2 separate regions of the Drosophila melanogaster genome follow, and region 1 is linked to region 2. The links are chromatin contacts, called in public Hi-C maps. All regions are on one chromosome and are shown on one strand. The core of a region is the stretch at or near the end of the contact, and the rest is flanking DNA. Distances in the headings are between cores, read along the strand shown. Region 1 holds the start of grk (gurken). Region 2 holds the start of lncRNA:CR45730 (long non-coding RNA:CR45730).

Region 1 (3,224 bases), core at 537-3,036, 3.1 Mb before region 2:
AGCTTAAGCAGGCTGCAAAGCAACAATCCCTGCTGAAACCACAATTGAGTCTTCTTAAGCCACCGTCAGAAACGCGATGGCATATGCTGCAGTGCATGCAGCACGATCATGGGTACGCCAACATGAGCGGCGAGATGGAGGAAAAGCCAATGCTGTTACCTCCAATTGTGGACACTACCATACAATCGCGACCCCGAAGGCTGGAGCACATCTTTAGAAGTGCACAATTCCGAAATATGCGCAGTGCTGTGGAGTTCCTGCTGAGCCGCCTCCCGCTTGCGTCGATTGATCAGCAAAAGGAGTATCCATTCACTTGTATAACCCTCGAAGAGTTCCACAATCACACTGCTCTAAAACAACGTTGCTTTGAGTACCTGCGCGCACGTATGCTCCGTCGCTGTCTGATGCAGCACCACGAGCTGCATAAGTTGGACATTAGTGGAAAGGAACACTACTGGAGTTTACGGGAGATAGTGGCGTTCGCCAGGGTTCATGGTTATACGCCAGCTCTCAAAGATGTTTTACCTGTCGTGCATGAAAAGAGAAAACAAAAACTGAGCGATGAGGAGCAACTGGCTCGGCGTGTTCAGGCGCAACTAAAGGGCGAGCCCCAACCGCAACTGTCGGCCTATAGCAGTCTCAGCTCAGGCAATCGGCTGGAAGCTTGGATAACCAAGCAATCCGATCGTCTGCTTGGTCATGATCAACAGATGCGGGATAAGGAGTTCATCGATGTGTTGGGTGTGGACAAACCTCATCCGCTTGCGTCCAGGTTAACAAACTCAGCAGATGTATCTTTCCAAATGGTGAATCATCGCCAACTACTTTATCTACCTCCGCCGAAGCACTTGGATTCGACCTTGCAGCTGGTCCAGGAAATGTGCAAGGACATTAATATCACACTGGAACCGGAGGAATCTCCGCCTGGCGTCTCCCAGCCACTGGCTCTCTCGATGCTCGGACAAGTGCTGCGCACTTTTATTGAGAAATTGGTGCGCCGCTCCTTGGCGGCGAAACTGCAACAGGAGACTTTGGAACAGTTGCCACCGGCGGCGGCCAATGCTCCGTTGTGTCTCCAACCTCAGGACATAGGCCGTGTCATCAGTCTGTGTTCCGAATTGGATTTCCTCGGAAACAGTCACTTGGGAGTTGCTCCGATAGAACCACAAATCTAATGTGCAGTTGCCATTGTTTTGAATTTATTTTTTATCAAGTCCGCGTCATAGTTCAAATTCTACTGGGATATTAGTTGATATCTAATTAGAGCCTTGTACTCGTTGGTAAGCATAAATCTAAGCAATAAATTAACTAAATTAATGTCCGAAGAAATGAATACTGCGTTTTTAATTATCAACGATTATCATATTTTGGACGAAATCATGAGATGAGTGGTCATTAATTTTTAAATTTTGAATATCTGGCTGAAGACTTTTAAATTGTTTTATCAATATAAATAATAATCGCTACAATTGCATATTTGTACGAAACATGTAAACATTTTTAAGTCTTATCAGCTATCTTCACAGAGTAATATATCTTTATAGTGCCCTAGAAGTATGCAGTGAAAAGTGCCGTTAACAAATTGAATAACTGTTAAAGGGCGGTTTTTTTTTGCAGCTCTTAGCATATCCATATGATTCTTCGACTATTATCGGTCGCAATCGCATCTCTTTTGGGGGCGCTCTCTTCGCTCTCCCCGCTCACCGATCGATTTCATTCATGGCGCATGCCAATGCCGCCAATGTAGGGATGAGGTCCATCTGTTTCTCTGGCTCTGTTTTCCTCAGTCTCTTTTCCGACGTGCGCGCAACAAGACCTAAAATCAAAGTGGAGCAGAGAAGAGCCCGCTTCCCGCGCTTGCTGCTCTTTAGATTAACTAATTAATTACTTGCCTGATATATAAAATGATTCACGAGTCATTATAATAATTATAATGTCGAAGCCTTCTACAGGCCATATAGCAGCTCCAGTACGTCTAAGATAATCTATGAAAAGCTTTTGGATCACCAATTTTGAATGCTATTTCTTTTCCTTTTTTTTTTGTTTCGTGTGTGTGCGTTCGTGCGACAGAAAATGTGGAGGCGCTAAAATGTTCTATTTTTATTTTGCAGTAAAATCCACAAGGAGATGCAAGTGTGTAGTATGTTTCAGCTTCTGTTGCGACGCCAAATTGCATTTGCGGCCAGCACGCCGCTCGATCCCTCGATCGTTTAGACCCCTTCATTGACTCAGTTTTCCTAGTGGTGGACAATCGGTCCACCCAATCAATATTTTTCGGAGCGCCACCCCAAGCGTTTTCCAATGATGCAAATCCCATTTACTCGGATTTTCAAAGTAATTTTCGTGCTCTCAACAATTGTCGCCGTCACAGGTACGTACATAATCTCCACCTGATTTTTAGATTCCAATATTACGGCCAGTATTGCCAGGCTCTCCCACAAAAAAAGCTATTTCTAGCGTCGAAAAAACTGGAAAACAGCTACAACAAATCATAAAATATTTGCAGTGCTGATTATATACTTGTTATGCTAAAAAACTAAAACTTCCTTGAAAACTGTGTAAAATCCTGTATTAGCTTTCTGTTCGTGGATGATGAATGAAGTAAACTTCAGATAATATACATATTTGTGAATTATTTCTAAAGATTTTTTTGAGTTTCATTTAAATACTGTCCTTATGAACAAACTTTGCATTCTTAAAAATTAAAAAAATTAGTAATAATAATACCATAGGGAGACATTTTTATGATAATTTCAAAAGTTGCCGCACTAAAAACTGAAAGCTTTTTGTACTTCAACTTGAGCTTTACAACGTTATCTATTCTGTATCTTTGCGATCACTGGAAATGTCCTGTTTTCTTAATCGCACACCTTCTTCTGTATTCTGCAGATTGTTGTTCGAGCCGAATCTTACTTCTCCGAGAGCATACGCTGAAAATTGTGCAGCATCAGCACAGCCACATGCACGAGCATGCGCACGAGCTGCAGCAGCAGATCCAGGAGACCGCGGTTGAGTTGCTCAATCGCCTGGAGCTGCAGCGCAAGCAACTGGAGGCCTCGGCCCAGGAGGAGGCAGACCAGCTGCATCCCGATACGGATCCCAATCCGGACTCGGGCGGCCAACTGCCAAACGCAGACGACTCCATTGCTGCGGATCCGGAACAGGATGGGATAATTCTCGGATCCAGTACCGACACCTGGTTGGCCAGCGAAAGCAGCACACCA
Region 2 (3,126 bases), core at 369-2,868:
TCATAATAATAGAAGAAGTGTTGCTAGAGTTCTAAAATATTAAAAATAATATTAGGTATGCTTTGTTATTCAAACGTTTGGGTAGTAAACAAGTACCTACATTTTATAGTTAATTTAACAAATGATGAAGAATGAATGTGGTGGGTCTTAAACCCAGATCCGTTAGCCCTTTCGAACCAAATAGCACTATTATTTTGACCCCAACTGTATTCGCTTTTGGTGTATTCGTGCGCTGCACAGAGGCAACAAAGTTGTGAAGAAATTTGGGTCTTGCTCTAGTTTTCACAACCAAAGTTCAATGATCGATTGCAAAGCCAAAAAAAAAGCTGCTTGTGTGTGCGAGAGAGTGAGCCCCCGAAAGAAAGAAACAGCGCGTTAGAAAGAGAGGGCTGTAGATCGACAGAAAGAGACGGTAAGACTCTCTTTTTTCGCGCTGTATTTTGCAGAACTCACGCGTCACATGTAGAAATGTCTGCGGGCGCTTTCTGCTTTCTTTTCATCGTGCAACTTTTGCGATGTTGTTAAGTTTCCGAAAGAAATTCGTCATAAAATAAAATTTTATAATTTTTGTTATACGCCTGCGTATGTGCTTATGTGTATGTATGTACATATGTTTGTGTGCGTGCATTCAACTTGATTTCATTTATGAGTTTGTTTTCATCATTTACTTAGAGTGTCGCTGATAAACAATTTCTGGCTGTAGGTATTATTATTGTGATTTTCTTCTTTTTTTTTGGTTAACGAAATTAGAATAATGAAAGCAAATACGCGCACACACATACGAAATTTCCGAGCCCAAGAATGGAAAGTCAATGCACGAAGCTGGCAGCGCTGCAGCTGCGGCAGCAACAATTGTGTAGCTTTCTTTTTTTCGTAATGAAATTATTAGAATTTCACATAACGCCATTTGTTGTTGCCGCCGTCAAAGTCTTTCTAATTGGGGAAAAAGCTTAGCTTTTGTCAACCTGTCGATGCGAGTTATAGAAACTTAACCTTTTTTTTCGGAGCAATTAGTGCATTGCGGAGAAATGCGGAGAATCTTCTGGTATACGCTATATACATGTACATATAACTCTGCCAAGAAAGTTAATCGTGGGCGAGAAAGTCAAGCTTCAACGGAGGCGAAAGACTTGGGGTTCAACGACCTTTGCTGATCACTGGTTAAGCTTACGTATATCGTGGAAATAAGTTGTATGAAATGAGATGGTTACGCTGAATATTGCAGTTCGAGTATTTTAAGTGATAATTAGTCCCATATTGCCTATGTTAACAGTATTCTGAACTGTGCTTAACAATGCCGTCTTAATACATAACACGACATTCATCCCAAATTACGAACCGTAAAAGTTAACCCAAAAACAGCGGGCTACGAAAAAAAAAAACTGGCGACGAGCAATTATGTAATGCCCACCTACCCAAAATTTCCAGGCTACGAAGAAACTGAAAAAAAGACAGTGAAAATGGTGCATAAAACGCGGACAGAGATAAACGCAAGAAGGGAAAGAAACGGTTGTGGGGGTCAGAAGAATTCTCCAAAGAACGCTAACTAAACAAGTTTTCGGAATTGGGTAAACGACATTATTAGAGGCACAAACGAGTGTGTTACAATATTAGGCCACAGTACCGTTAGAAGCGCGCAGCCAGCAGATTGAGAACTACCAAAAAAAAAAAAAAGTCGAGAGCCTCGAGCGAACGGCATTCGAAAGATTCGTTCTCTTTCTGGCCCCCATTGTCTTATGTAATCAATTACAAGAGGAACGATAACGAAGAAAGCACGAAGCGGAGTTCTTACTTTCTCCGCAGAAGTGGGCCAACAGCGGGCAGCGACGCCGGCAGCGGCAGGAGCAGCGCGATTAACCAACCGAATGGAAAAGAAGGGAACCAAGACTGTCGTGTAATTATGAAACTTTCACGCAAGACCCACTCACACTGCTTTAATCGCATCGATATCAAGACAAATGTACTGTTCTCACTGCAACTGCTTTTTTGGGACTCGCGGGCCACTGGAAAAAGTTTAATTGAAAACCTTTAGCAACAGGTTTTAAACTATTACTCTAAGAACCCAAACACAGTTAACATGTATATAACTCAATATAACTGCCACTGTTTTCTAATTATTATAACTACTAGTTTGCTTCTAATATACAAAATATGAATTTTTTCACTGTGTGTTTTTTCGTCCGTTTCCAGTTTAGAATTGGGTCAAATAACGGATTTGTTAGTCGCTCTCGCGCTGTTACTCTCTTTGTTTTGGGGCTGGGGCAAGATCGGCCAAAGAACGTAAGAAGCTGCGTCATCGCTTACTCCACTCCACCGCCACCGCCACCTTCCCCTGTCGCTACCACCACCCACCGACTGCCCCCCTTGGAACTTCAGTCGCAGCACACAAACCGAATTTTAAAATTGAGAGCACCGCAAACCGGTTACAACATGCGGCTCTCTGCGCAGCGGATCGGTTTTACTCAGGCTTACTCAGCTGCTCCGCTCACCTAGTGGCCGGCTTTCATGCAGGTTCGTCTCGAACATGCTGCACCACCACGCCTCCCCCCTCACAAACAACGCACTGTTCTACATTTCTGCAGCGGCAGATGGGTGAAAACTTCAGCGGTACAGGCGTAAAAATTGCACTGCTATATGTGCATAGATGCAGATTTGCATCTAAGCTTTACATTCTATAGTTCTTAAGAATGACTTAAGATGATATTGCAGTGTTGTTCTTAATTACACAGAAGACCAGTCTTCTATGCATCTAGTACAATCTAAGCTGATCTATGTTTCGTAATAGCACACATTCTTTGAAATACATACATATTAATATACATCACTCGTTTAGTTAGGTTTTTCATTTAAATATTACTTGCATTTTTAACAGTGTAGCCCTAGCTTCCTACTGGCCCATCTTGAACACCGGTTTAGAACGTTCACTCACGAATCGCCGCGGCGGCTCATTAAAGTCGGGCGAATGGACGAACGAGCCACATGAAAATCTTTTACTATTTTTATTTTTATTGTCCAAGAAGAGAAAGTGTTACGCCAATTGATTGTTTAATTAATTTTCTTTCCGCCGCCTCTTCTTGCCAACTGGCTAGCTTCTTCTTCTGCCAGAAGCCCCTGTTCACGTTCAAG

What was found. Hi-C and Micro-C count contacts between places; a contact is called where the count stands out from the background.
Region 1: a Hi-C map of the Kc167 cell line shows a contact between it and region 2, with 2.1 times the contacts expected there.

What each region holds. Positions count from the first base shown.
Region 1 is chr2L:8,432,160-8,435,383 of dm6, reverse strand. It overlaps grk (gurken), which reads left to right and starts at 1,786. Exons shown (of 4, transcript NM_057220.3): 1 at 1,786-1,969; 2 at 2,112-2,371; 3 at 2,890-3,224. The coding sequence starts at 2,302. It overlaps D12, which reads left to right. Exons shown (of 2, transcript NM_135384.3): 2 at 1-1,326. The coding sequence ends at 1,175.
Region 2 is chr2L:5,296,420-5,299,545 of dm6, reverse strand. lncRNA:CR45730 (long non-coding RNA:CR45730) reads left to right here and starts at 1,618. Exons shown (of 1, transcript NR_124084.1): 1 at 1,618-2,060. The region is part of intron 1 of vri (vrille); the gene reads right to left.